Regions from separate parts of the Oncorhynchus mykiss genome. Here region 2 is linked to region 1. A link is a contact called in public Hi-C data. All regions are on one chromosome and are shown on one strand. The core of a region is the stretch at or near the end of the contact, and the rest is flanking DNA. Distances in the headings are between cores, read along the strand shown.

The links. Hi-C and Micro-C count contacts between places; a contact is called where the count stands out from the background.
Region 2: a contact with region 1 is called in a Hi-C map of liver, with 3 times the contacts expected there. The contact joins the promoter of gtf2ird1 here to the promoter of LOC110533434 in region 1. A contact is called at or near these places in 2 of 3 Hi-C or Micro-C datasets (blood and liver).

What each region holds. Positions count from the first base shown.
Region 1 is chr10:17,542,486-17,548,110 of USDA_OmykA_1.1, forward strand. It overlaps LOC110533434 (myelin protein zero-like protein 1), which reads right to left and starts at 3,137. Exons shown (of 6, transcript XM_021617630.2): 1 at 2,850-3,137. The coding sequence starts at 2,922.
Region 2 is chr10:17,693,925-17,699,549 of USDA_OmykA_1.1, forward strand. It overlaps gtf2ird1 (general transcription factor II-I repeat domain-containing protein 1), which reads left to right and starts at 2,436. Exons shown (of 26, transcript XM_021617643.2): 1 at 2,436-2,765. clip2 (CAP-Gly domain-containing linker protein 2) reads left to right here. Exons shown (of 19, transcript XM_036989823.1): 19 at 1-1,589.

The DNA of each region.
Region 1 (5,625 bases), core at 1,887-4,386:
TAAGTAAAAGGGATGGAATAAGAATATATACATATAAATACATGGATGAGCGATGACTGAGCGGCATAGGCAAGATGCAATAGAGGGTATAAAATACAGTATATACATAAGAGAAGAGTAATGTAAGATATGTAAACATTATTAAAGTGACCATTGATCCATTTATTAAAGTGGCCAATGATTTCAAGTCTGTATGTAGGCAGCAGCCTCTGTGTTAGTGATGGTTGTTTAACAGTCTGATGGCCCTGAAATAGAAGCAATTTTTCGGTCTCTCGGTCCCAGCTTTGAGGCACCTGTACTGACCTTGCCTTATGGATGGTAGCGGGGTGTACAGGCAGTGGCTCAGGTGGTTGTTATCCTTGATGATCTTTTTGGCCTTCCTGTGGCATCGGGTGCTGTAGGTGTCCTGGAGGGCAGGTAGTTTGCCCCCGGTGATGTGTTGCGCAGAACACACCACTTTCTGGAGAGCATTGTGGTTGTGGGTGGTGCAGTTATCGTACCAGGCCGGTGATACAGCCCAACAGGATGCTCTCGATTGTGCATCTGTAGAAGTTTGTGAGGGTTTTGGGTGACAAGCCAAATTTCTTCAGCCTCCTGAGGTTGAAGAGGCGCCATTACGCCTTCATCACACTGTCTGTGTGGGTGGACCATTTCAGTTTGTCCATGATGTGTACGCCGAGGAACTTAAAACTTTCCACCTTCTCCACTGCGGTCCCGTTGATGTGGATAGGGGGGTGTTCCCTCTGCGGTTTCATGAAGTCCACAATCATCTCCTTTGTTTTGTTGACATTGAGTGAGAGGTTATTTTCCTGACACCACACTCCGAGGGCCCTCACCTCCTCCCTGTAGGTGGTCTTGTCGTTGTTGCTTATCAAGCCCACTACTGTTGTGTCGTCTGCAAACTTGATGATTGAGTTGGAGGCGTGCATTGCGAAACGCAGTCATGGGTGAACAGAGAGTACAGGAGGGGACTGACCCCTTGTGGGGTCCCAGTGTTGAGGATCAGCTAAGATGTTGTTTCCTTCCTTCACCAGGTATGGCGATGGCGATTGCATTGTCTGTGGACCTATTGGGGCGGTAAGCAAATTGAAGTGGGTCTAGGGTGGCAGGTAAGGTGGAGGTAATATGATCTTTGAATAGTCTCAAAGCACTTCATGATGACAGAAGTGAGTGCTACGGGGCAATAGTCAGTAAGTTCAGTTATCCTTGCCTTCTTGGGTACAGGAACAATGGTGGCAAACAGCAGACTGGGATAGGGAGAGATTGAATATGTCCGTAAACACACCAGCCAGCTTGTCTGCGCATGCTCTGAGGACGCGGCTAGGGATGGCGAGGGTTAACACTTTTAAACATCTTACTCACGTCGGCCATGGAGAAGAAGAGGCCCCAGTCCTTGGTTGTGGGCCACGTCGATGGCACTGTATTATACTCAGTGGGCAAAGAAGGTGTTTAGTTTATCTGGAATCAAGACATCGGTGTCCGTGACTGGTTTTCTTTTTGTAGTCCGTGACTGCCTGTAGACCCTGCCACATACATATCGTGTCTGAGGAGGGCCTTGTATGCATTGCGGAAGTTAGAGTAGCAGTGATCCAGTGTATTGCTCGCATGAGTGCTACAATCAATATGCTGATAGAATTTAGGTAGCCTTGTTCTCAAATCTGCTTTGTTAAATTCCCCGGCTACAATAAATGCAGCCTCAGGATATATGGTTTCAAGTTTGCATCAAGTCCAGTGAAGTTCCTTGAGGGCTGTTGTGGTATCGTCTTGAGGGAGGATATGACTGTGACAATAACCGACGAGAATTCTCTTGGGAAATAATATGGTCGACATTTGATTATGAGGATTTCTAGGTCAGGTGAACAAATGGACATCAGTTCGTTCCTGTGTGTTGTTACGATTCGTGAGTCGTTAATCATGAAGCATACACCCCCGCCCTTCTTCCCAGAGAGATGTTTATTTCTGTTGGCGCGACATTTGCTTCTTAATCTATGTTGTTAACTAGATTGGCATAGGTAAAATCGGGTTGGTCATCAGAGTTCTGTACCTATTTGGCAACATCTTCTCCATTTATAAAGAGCCAGGTCAGGGAGGAAGGCATGCAGTGTGACAAAAACATGCTGACAGCATAGAATGCAATAATAAAACAGGTGGACCCTTTCCCTTAAAGCCTTTGAATTTCAACCCAACACAGACTGGGAAAGCAACACACAAATGGAAACCAAGTCCATTGGAAGCAATATTATTGTTGTATCTCAAAAGTGTAGTAGACCACAAATGATGCGCTACAATAATCACGTCTCAGATTTTATAACTTCTTATAAAAAATTAAATGAGCTAGGTAAAATATGTTTAACTTGCTGTCCACAGACTATGAATCCGTCATATTTAGCCAATAAGTTGGTCAATTCTTACACATCATGACAAAACAATAGATTCAGAAATGTTTAGTTAATTACATGAACAACACGTGACACGTTTCACAACAACAGGCGCTTCCTCGCGTCTCTGTATTTTGATATTATTTGGTTTTATGTTAGGTAGCTAGGTTAGCATTCCTAGCTAGCTACCAACAAACTAAGCTAACCAGACCCTAAGTCAAGAATGTAACTAGCTAGCTAACTGGCACTCTATAGTTCATAGATACATTACACACACCTTGATTTGAAATACGACTATCGTAGCAAGTCACGCACAACTAGCTAACTATCGTCTATTTAGCTAGCCAGTTAACTAATGCATAATTTGCTAGCGGCTAGTTAGCATGCAAACTACTATAGCTACTGGCTAGCTAACAACTATAGCGATCATGTTATTAGCTTCTTTTAAAAGGTATACAGTAAGTTACTTACCGAAAAAGAGACATAACGTTATTCCATATAGTAAAACACAATTGCACGCGAGGTTTCTCCTCCTTAGCTCCATAATTTAGAACGCATCAATATCTCCCCCTCCCTGTTTTTTGGTCCAACATTAGCCAACGTTCAGCTGCTCAAAGCACCCTCCTCCTGTGTGTAAAAAAACACAGGAAAACGCACTAGCATGACTGGAAAGACGATGACATATAATGTGCACTCGATTTATCTCACGCGGAGCACCAGACGGTAAAGTTGCTTTAAAATCCCATGCACCAAAGTGGAAACACCACATTCGCACGTGATCTGAAGTAAATAGAGTTCACCTTCTCCCACATTGATTATTGGCAGTAATCTCAGTTCCAATGATGAAACTATGTAATCATTAATGAATTACAGTTAAAGAAAATCAAGTTCGAGAACATGGAAGAAGTTCGACATTACATCATTTTCCTGACGTGTTAAATGAAATCTCTGATAAAATTGCCATCCTGTGGGGACAAATGCAGTTTTCAGTGGCCTCAACAAGCCTGCAGCGATCGAGGCACCTCTGGAATCTTACATAGATTTGCAATATACTGTATATGCAGTGGCGATTTTAGCATGTAAATCATGGTGGCGCAAACTCAAAGCTACTACACAACACTAAACAAATCAATAATTGCACTATAACGGTAACAAACCGTTAGCCACTGATTCCTTCCAAACCACTCATTGTTGAATTTTCGATTTCAAACTTTTTGTGTAATGTTTATGTACCATGATACATTTCAAACGTGCTGAACAAATCGTTATATTGACAACGTCCATCCTAGCTCACTAATTTCTTAATCGAAATTACAGATTGTCTCTTATCCGCTCATCGTTCGCTTATTCCATAGTTTGAACATCTCCATTGTCAGTAGAAACTACATTTGTTTATGGGAGTCCGCCATATTAGCTATGTTTGGGGAAAAAAAGGCTGTAAATGAGGCTGAATTAACTGGTACTTGTCACGCCCTGACCTTAGAGATCCTTATTATTCTCTATGTTTGGTTAGGTCAGGGTGGGACTCGGGTGGGAAAGTCTATGTTTTCTATTTCTTTGTTTTGGCCGAGTGTGGGTCTCTAATTGGGGATCATATATAAGTTGTAATTTTCCTTTTGCATTTTGTGGGATCTTGTTTTCTGTTTAGTGTCTGTACCTGACAGAACTGTGCGTGGTCGTTTTCACTTTTGTTATTTTGTTTGAGTGTTTAAAAAAAAAAAAAAAAAAATCATGAATACTTTCCACGCTGCACTTTGGTCCTCTCCTTTCAACGAGAGCCGTTACAGAAGATCCCACCACCAAAGGACCAAGCAGCGTGGCCAGGAGGAGCAGGGATCCTGGGCGAAAAGAGAGTGGAGGACATCCTGGACCTGGGAGGAGGTAATGGCAGGGGACAAGACCCTGCCATGGAAGCAGGCGGAGGCAGCGATTGAGGAACGGCACCATGAAGACCAAGGAGCACTACAAACAGGTCAGGGGCAAAGTTGTGGAGAAGTACAGATCAGGGTTGGGTTATTAAAAAATATCAGAAACGTTGAGCATCCCACGGAGCACCATTAAATCCATTATTAAAAAGGGGAAAGAATATGGTACCACAACAAACCTGTCAAGAAGGCGGCCACCAAAACTCACGGACCAGGCATGGAGGGCATTAATCAGAGAGGCAAAAAAAAGACCAAAGATAACCCTGAAGGAGCTGCAAAGCTCCACAGCGGAGATTGGAGTATCTGTCCATAGGATCACTTTAAGCCGTACACTCCACAGAGCTGGGCTTTACAGAAGAGTGGCCAGAAAAAAAGCCATTGCTTAAAGAAAAAAATAACCAAGCATGTTTGGTGTTCGCCAAAAGGCATGTGGGAGACTCCCCAAACATATGGAAGAAAGTACTCTGGTCAGATGAGGCTAAAATTGAGCTTTTTGGCATCAAGGAAAACGCTATGTCTAGCGCAAACCCGACACCTCTCATCACCCCGAGAACATGCTGTGGGGATGTTTTTCATCGGCAGGGACTGGGAAACTGGTCAGAATTGAAGGAATGATGGATGGCACTAAATAGAGGGAAATTATTGAGGGAAACCTGTTTCAGTCTTCCAGAGATTTGAGACTGGGACGGAGGTTCACCTTCCAGCAGGACAATGACACTAAGCATACTGCTAAAGCAACAATCGAATGGTTTAAGGGGAAACATTTAAATGTCTTGGAATGGCCTAGTCAAAGCCCAGACCTCAATCCAATTGAGAATCTGTGGTATGACTTAAAGATTGCTGTACACCAGCGGAACCCATCCAATTTGAAGGAGATGAAGCAGTTTTGCCTTGAAGAATGGGCAAAAATCCCAGTGGCTAGATGTGCCAAGCTTATAGAGACATACCCCAAGAGACTTGCAGCTGTAATTGCTGCAAAAGGTGGCTCTACAAAGTATTGACTTTGGGGGGTGAATAGTTATGCACGCTCAAGTTGTCTGTTTTTTTTGTTGGTCTTATTTCTTGTTTGTTTCACAAATACACACATTTTGCATCTTCAAAGTGGTAGGCATTTTGTGTAAATCAAATGATACAAACCCCCCAAAAATCCATTTTAATTCCAGGATGTAAGGCAACAAAATAGGAAAAATGCTAAGGGGTGAATACTTTCGCAAGCCACTGTATAGAATTACATTAAAAGGGTGTCCCTGACACCACTTACAATATAAACTATAAAGGCATTACTATAAGTTTACTACACATAAAGGGCCTGATCTAAAGCA
Region 2 (5,625 bases), core at 1,186-3,685, 150 kb after region 1:
ACATTTTAAAAGAAAAATAAGTCACTACGACGTTAAGACTTGGGACTAGTACTCCATTGGACTCCAGACGCCATTTTCTGTTTACAGTTACTACCAAAACAATGACTACCAAAACAATGATTCTCAATATGTACATTTAATCTGTTGCAAAAAATAAAATCACCCATTAGCCAATCTTAAGACAGATCAAAGATACTGTAAAATGGACATGGAGGTGAATAATAAATCGGTACGACCTTTATAAACTGATACCTACCCTGCAGACTACCTCCAAGGATGGTATTGGACATGGGAGAACCTTTTATGGTAGTTTATTAGAGATCATGACCCTACAACTCATGAGAAACTATTTTGTGAATTACTTATTGTGACTCCAGAGAATGGAATGACTCTGGTGTCTGATTGAAAGCAAAGAAGAAGAATTTGGCTTCAATCCACCACTTTTTGTTATTTATTTGCCACACTGCTTTTGATCCTTCTTAGAGTACTGTAGCTGATTTGATTTGGCCAGTTACGTTCAGAACAATTTTCTCAAGCTCCTCCATGTTCAAGGACTCATGCTCTGTAGCGAACGTGAATGAAACGATTATCCTGCTGGATTTTGGCTGATGTTGTGAAATAGCTGCATTATCAGAATTGTGCATACTGTAAACGTGTATTTAGCCAACTGAACCAATCCAACTCAGCGCCGTATTTGCATTAAATAGCTATCAGTTTAATGGTTTACTAATTTGAACTGAGTTATCCATTAATTTCACTATGGCTTCACTAGATAGTGGTAAACCGTACCACTTTGTAGTGTTTCCGTAAACAGGGGTTTTAAAAAAATACCAGTATTAACTTCTTATTGTTGATCATTTATCTAAAGACATTTGACCATGCCATGGGATCACTTTGTCCTTTGATTAGAGTAGGCCACTCAAGGGCTGTTTGGAGCACAATCCAAACAATGGAATGTTCTAATATGTATCCCAAATGGCACACTGTTCCCAATATAGTGCACTACTTCTGAGTAGAGCCCTATGGACCCTGGTCAAAAGTAGTGAAATATAGTGCCATTTATGACACAACCCTACTGTAACTGCTCCCTCCCTTGGTTGAAGAACACACATCTGGATGACGTTTAAACAAATCCTAATCATAACGTACAGAATTGATACATTATGGTCTTCCAAATGATATTATCTCTGTTTAACAAGCCAACAGGGAAATACTAAGTGTAGGCCATTACTGTATTTACGGGATATTGGTTGACATTCTGGTCTGTCTCAAATGGCACCCTATTCCCTATATAGTGCACTACTTTTTGGCACTGGTCAAAAGTAGTGCACAATATAGAGAATAGCATGCCATTTGAAATGCACTGTCTTTGGAGAACATTATCTTGATGTGAGTAATGTGGAATGTAAGACTTGGGATTGACATTGCTTGGACAAAGTGTTGGGCTGGCCCTCGCTCAGCGAAACTGAAGCTACAAACTGTCATTGGAAAATGTATATTGCCTTTTTTCAGATGGGAAACACTTCATACCCTTTATTGCTGTAATGATTTCTGAGATTGAGTCATTAAATATTAACAATGTGGGAAAAGGATTGTGGTGTTTTATTTCAAGTGGACATTTGATGGTCTTTTCTGAAGTTTTGTTATGCCTTTATTGAACACTTATTAACCTTTAAGTACAATCACTCACAAATAAATACTGTTGCACATGCACATTAGCACACACCAAACACTAAGCTCCCACTGCTGACTGTGTAAACAATTTGGCTCACTTGTGGAAGTGATGGATATCATTCATGGAACATTTTCCAAAGTAGAGGCTGTGAAGTGAGGGGGTGAAAAAAGTGTAGCAACAAATGGTTTGAAGGTTTCCAGAAATGTATTTCTACAAGTGGGACCTGAGAGTAAAATACTGCTCTCAGAACACTAGGGGCAAAGTAAACTGCTATTCATGATTTATGTACTTGGCCAATGTAACCAATAAAGCGAGCAGGATCACATGCATAGGGACAGTTATGGCACTGCTCAGGTGGCTGACCAAAATAGTTCACAATTAAACTCTTGATATCATACAGAGGTATTGTATTGCTATCCTAATGCATTATTTAGGTGTTCCCTTTTTCACTATTGTAGAGTCAATACCAATAATTCACCGACATTATTAACCTGTCAATTAATACATTGTCCACTATAATAAATATTATTATATTAGTCAATTCGTGTTAATAGTAATTTCGGTGCAGTCTAGTCTAAATGTTTTGTAAGGCTATTTAGTAAAATGTTTAATGCTGACTGGTATATTTGTTTTTACCAGAGGTTTAAATCTGAAAAGTGAAATATCCTGTTTGTTTTTGTCGCATCACGTCCTTCTCCGGACGAGTTTCCCCCATTGAGGTAGTTCCCCCCCATGGTTTCCCAGAGGTTGCTTAATCCTATATGTAAATTACAGCCAATAGATGCTGTTGTTGAGTTGGGCTGGGATTAGCGGAGGCGAATGACTTTCAATTTTACTGGATTACAGAACAAAGGGGAAAGGGGACATACTCCACTGTTAAAGAAAAGAGAGAGAAACGGGGAAAATGGACAAATAATCTCGGCGATAACATTTTGCAATCGATTTTGTGCCATAATGCTTCAGATCACAAGGTTTCGAAAACACGATAATGCTACATTTTAGATGGGAATTCTACAGTTGCGGTTGGATTAAACGGGGAATAACCTTATTACGGGATTGACAGCATAACGACATTTAAACGTTGTTTTTGGTAAGGTATGCCTCATGCTATTGTAATATTTATTAACTTCGAACAGAAAACCGTGTTTTGTGAGCACGTGACTTTATGACTGTACAAATTGTGAAATTACAGATTATAATTCTGGGGGAGGAGATGGGCCAGTTAGCTAACCCGTTATTGTGGCTAGCTAGCTAATTCGTCGATTGAATCATCTCGCGATTTCTTTAGCTATATATCTAGCTAGATGCAAATAAATGGTATGAGCTCATTTACATTTCTGTAGCTAGCTAAACGGTGTAACGTTACATCGTTATATTCGCAGCGAGCCAACTGCAACTAAATTCTGCACACTGATACGAGAAGTCTTGTTTTGGCGTGCGCATCGTTGGATAAATGTAGCTATATTGATAGCCAACATTATCAAGAAAGAAAGGTAGCTAGATAATATAGCTAGCCAGCCCTCCGGTCGTGTTTTTGTTGCCTGCAGATGGCACATTACAGTTTGAGGATACATTAAGACCTTATTCAAGACCACGTCAACCATTTTACTTTGGTGGTAGCTTGCTAGTTTAGTTAGCTACAGTAACTAGTTAATTAAATTACTCAGCAGCGAGCGTTTTGTTCAATCATGTCAATATTTTCTAGCTAGCTAACGGTAGTTAGCCAGACCACATTCATTGTTGGTTGAACAACGCTTTCACAACTGTCTTGCTCAATTTTGTCAAATATATTTATTTCATCTGTGGCAGTTTGGTCTTCCCTATCTCATTTAGCTAGCTAACGTGACTCTTGCGTTCTACTTTTCTGTAACATTGGCTAGTTAGCTACAGTCAGGATCCAAACCTCCCCAATGAATGTAGCTAGCTAATCTGGAGTTGGGCGTGTAGCTGATTGTCATGTCATGAACACATCACTGAAGTTCACCTGAAACAAGCTTCACATGCAGTTTACCTAAGAGCCACATCCTAATGCATGCAAGGTCTTCTGACATTACCTGAGACGTGTGTAAAGGCAGCTAGCTACAGTAGCCAATCCCCATGCTGTCTCAGTAAATGTTTCAAGCGGTAACTCCATATAGCCTACTCATTCTCCAGTAACGTTAGGTGATAGGAAGGTAGCTAGCTAGGAGCTTGAACAAATACAATTAAAATTGCTCGCTAAAATTAAAAAAATAGAATTTTTGTGGATCTTGTGCCTTTTATTTCTTCGCAATCCAGGGATGGAAGGTGTTGCTGAACTCTTATGCCACAACAATTTACGGCAAATCGAGAAAATGTAAATATTCTTATTAAACTGCTTTTTTCATCTTCATTCTTGGTAGTTAATGCCAAAGCAGCCCATTTAATGCCACAACACTTCTGGCAGCTACTCACCCCAACTATAGTGACACATTTTCATTGAATCTAATGAGCTGCTTTAACATTAGCTATAGCCTAGCATGCTGACAGAAAAGTTTAATAAAAAACTAGCCCTATTTCAATCTTCTCCGTTTGCCGTAAATTGTTGTGGGATTATTAGGAGTACAACATCACCTTCTATTCCTGGATTGAAGCACGTTTTTAAACCATTTCAATACAGTTGAAGTACCCTAAGGTGCAATTGCAAATATGGGCATAAGGACATTTCAACCCAGAAGGAGAGCATATCTTCTGGACAAACTGTTTTGGCTAGATCTTCACCCCGCGCCAGGTTGTCACTTCCAATAATTAGCCTAAACTCTGCAACAAAGTAACTGTGATTTTAAACGTATTTTGTGAAAGCCACAGGTCCATTTCAATTATTAGGACTTTATCTTTCCTATTTTTGAATGATCCCAATATTTTATTTCACCTGATGTTTTCCCTAGCTAGCTGAATTGCAGGCGTACTTGCTGTCATTTATCTAGATTGACACGTGGTTGTGGGTTTTCATTCCACCCTTGTACTTGATTGATTAATTAAGGTCACTAATTAGGAAGGAACTCCCCTCACCTAGTTGTTTAGGTCTTAATTGAAAGGAAAAACCCAAATCCCGCAGACACTCAGCCCTCCGTGGAATGAGTTTGACACCCCTGGCTATGTCTAGGCTCTAGGTCGTTCCATGTAGTTGAACTATTCCAGAACTAGTTGGATCTCCCAACCAGAGGAGATGTTCTCATGGCTCTGCCTATCCCACAACGCCGGCATAATAGCCTAGTTGATGTATGTATACAGCTAAGTAGGTCTACAACCTCTGGGATCATGCCTGGCATGCCCAGAGTTCAATACAATTAAAAGTAAATGATCAGCACCGAGCCCAACGATTTAGATGGAGTTGTGGTCTTCAAAAGGTCTGTGACCGGAATGGCTTTTTAAGGGATATTAGCAAAGTATTGTATATCAATGGCAGCAAGCACCACAAGCCTCTTAGTGCAAAATCAGCTCAGAAAACCATGATACCCCTTCTTCTGAGAACATTGTAGCCTATTATCTCTGGCTAAATACTGCTTGGGCAATTATTCAACAAGTAAAGGATAAGCTCTGCCCCCTGCAGCCTGGAGAGGTTTGCATGGCATGAAGAAAATAAAATTGCCGGCTTCCTCGGGGGAGACTCAAATGGGTTAGGATTTAGGATGTCATTAGCTGGAGCATTTAAGGATGGCAGCCAGAACAGAGTTGTATCATTTTAAGATCAGGGTGTACTCACATACCAGGGAAGTGTTCGGAAGTGTAGCTATACTGTTTCTTTTATTTCTTTCTTTCTAGTTAATTTTACAATTAAGGAACAGGCAACACATTTTAAGTACTGTAGCCTGTTGGTATCATTGCATTTTAGGTCTATGTTTAGCCTACAGTCTGAAATTACTGGCCGTAAGTAGAGAGATAAACTAATATTGCAACCAGTTTAATATATTTGTTTTAACCTTGCCAGT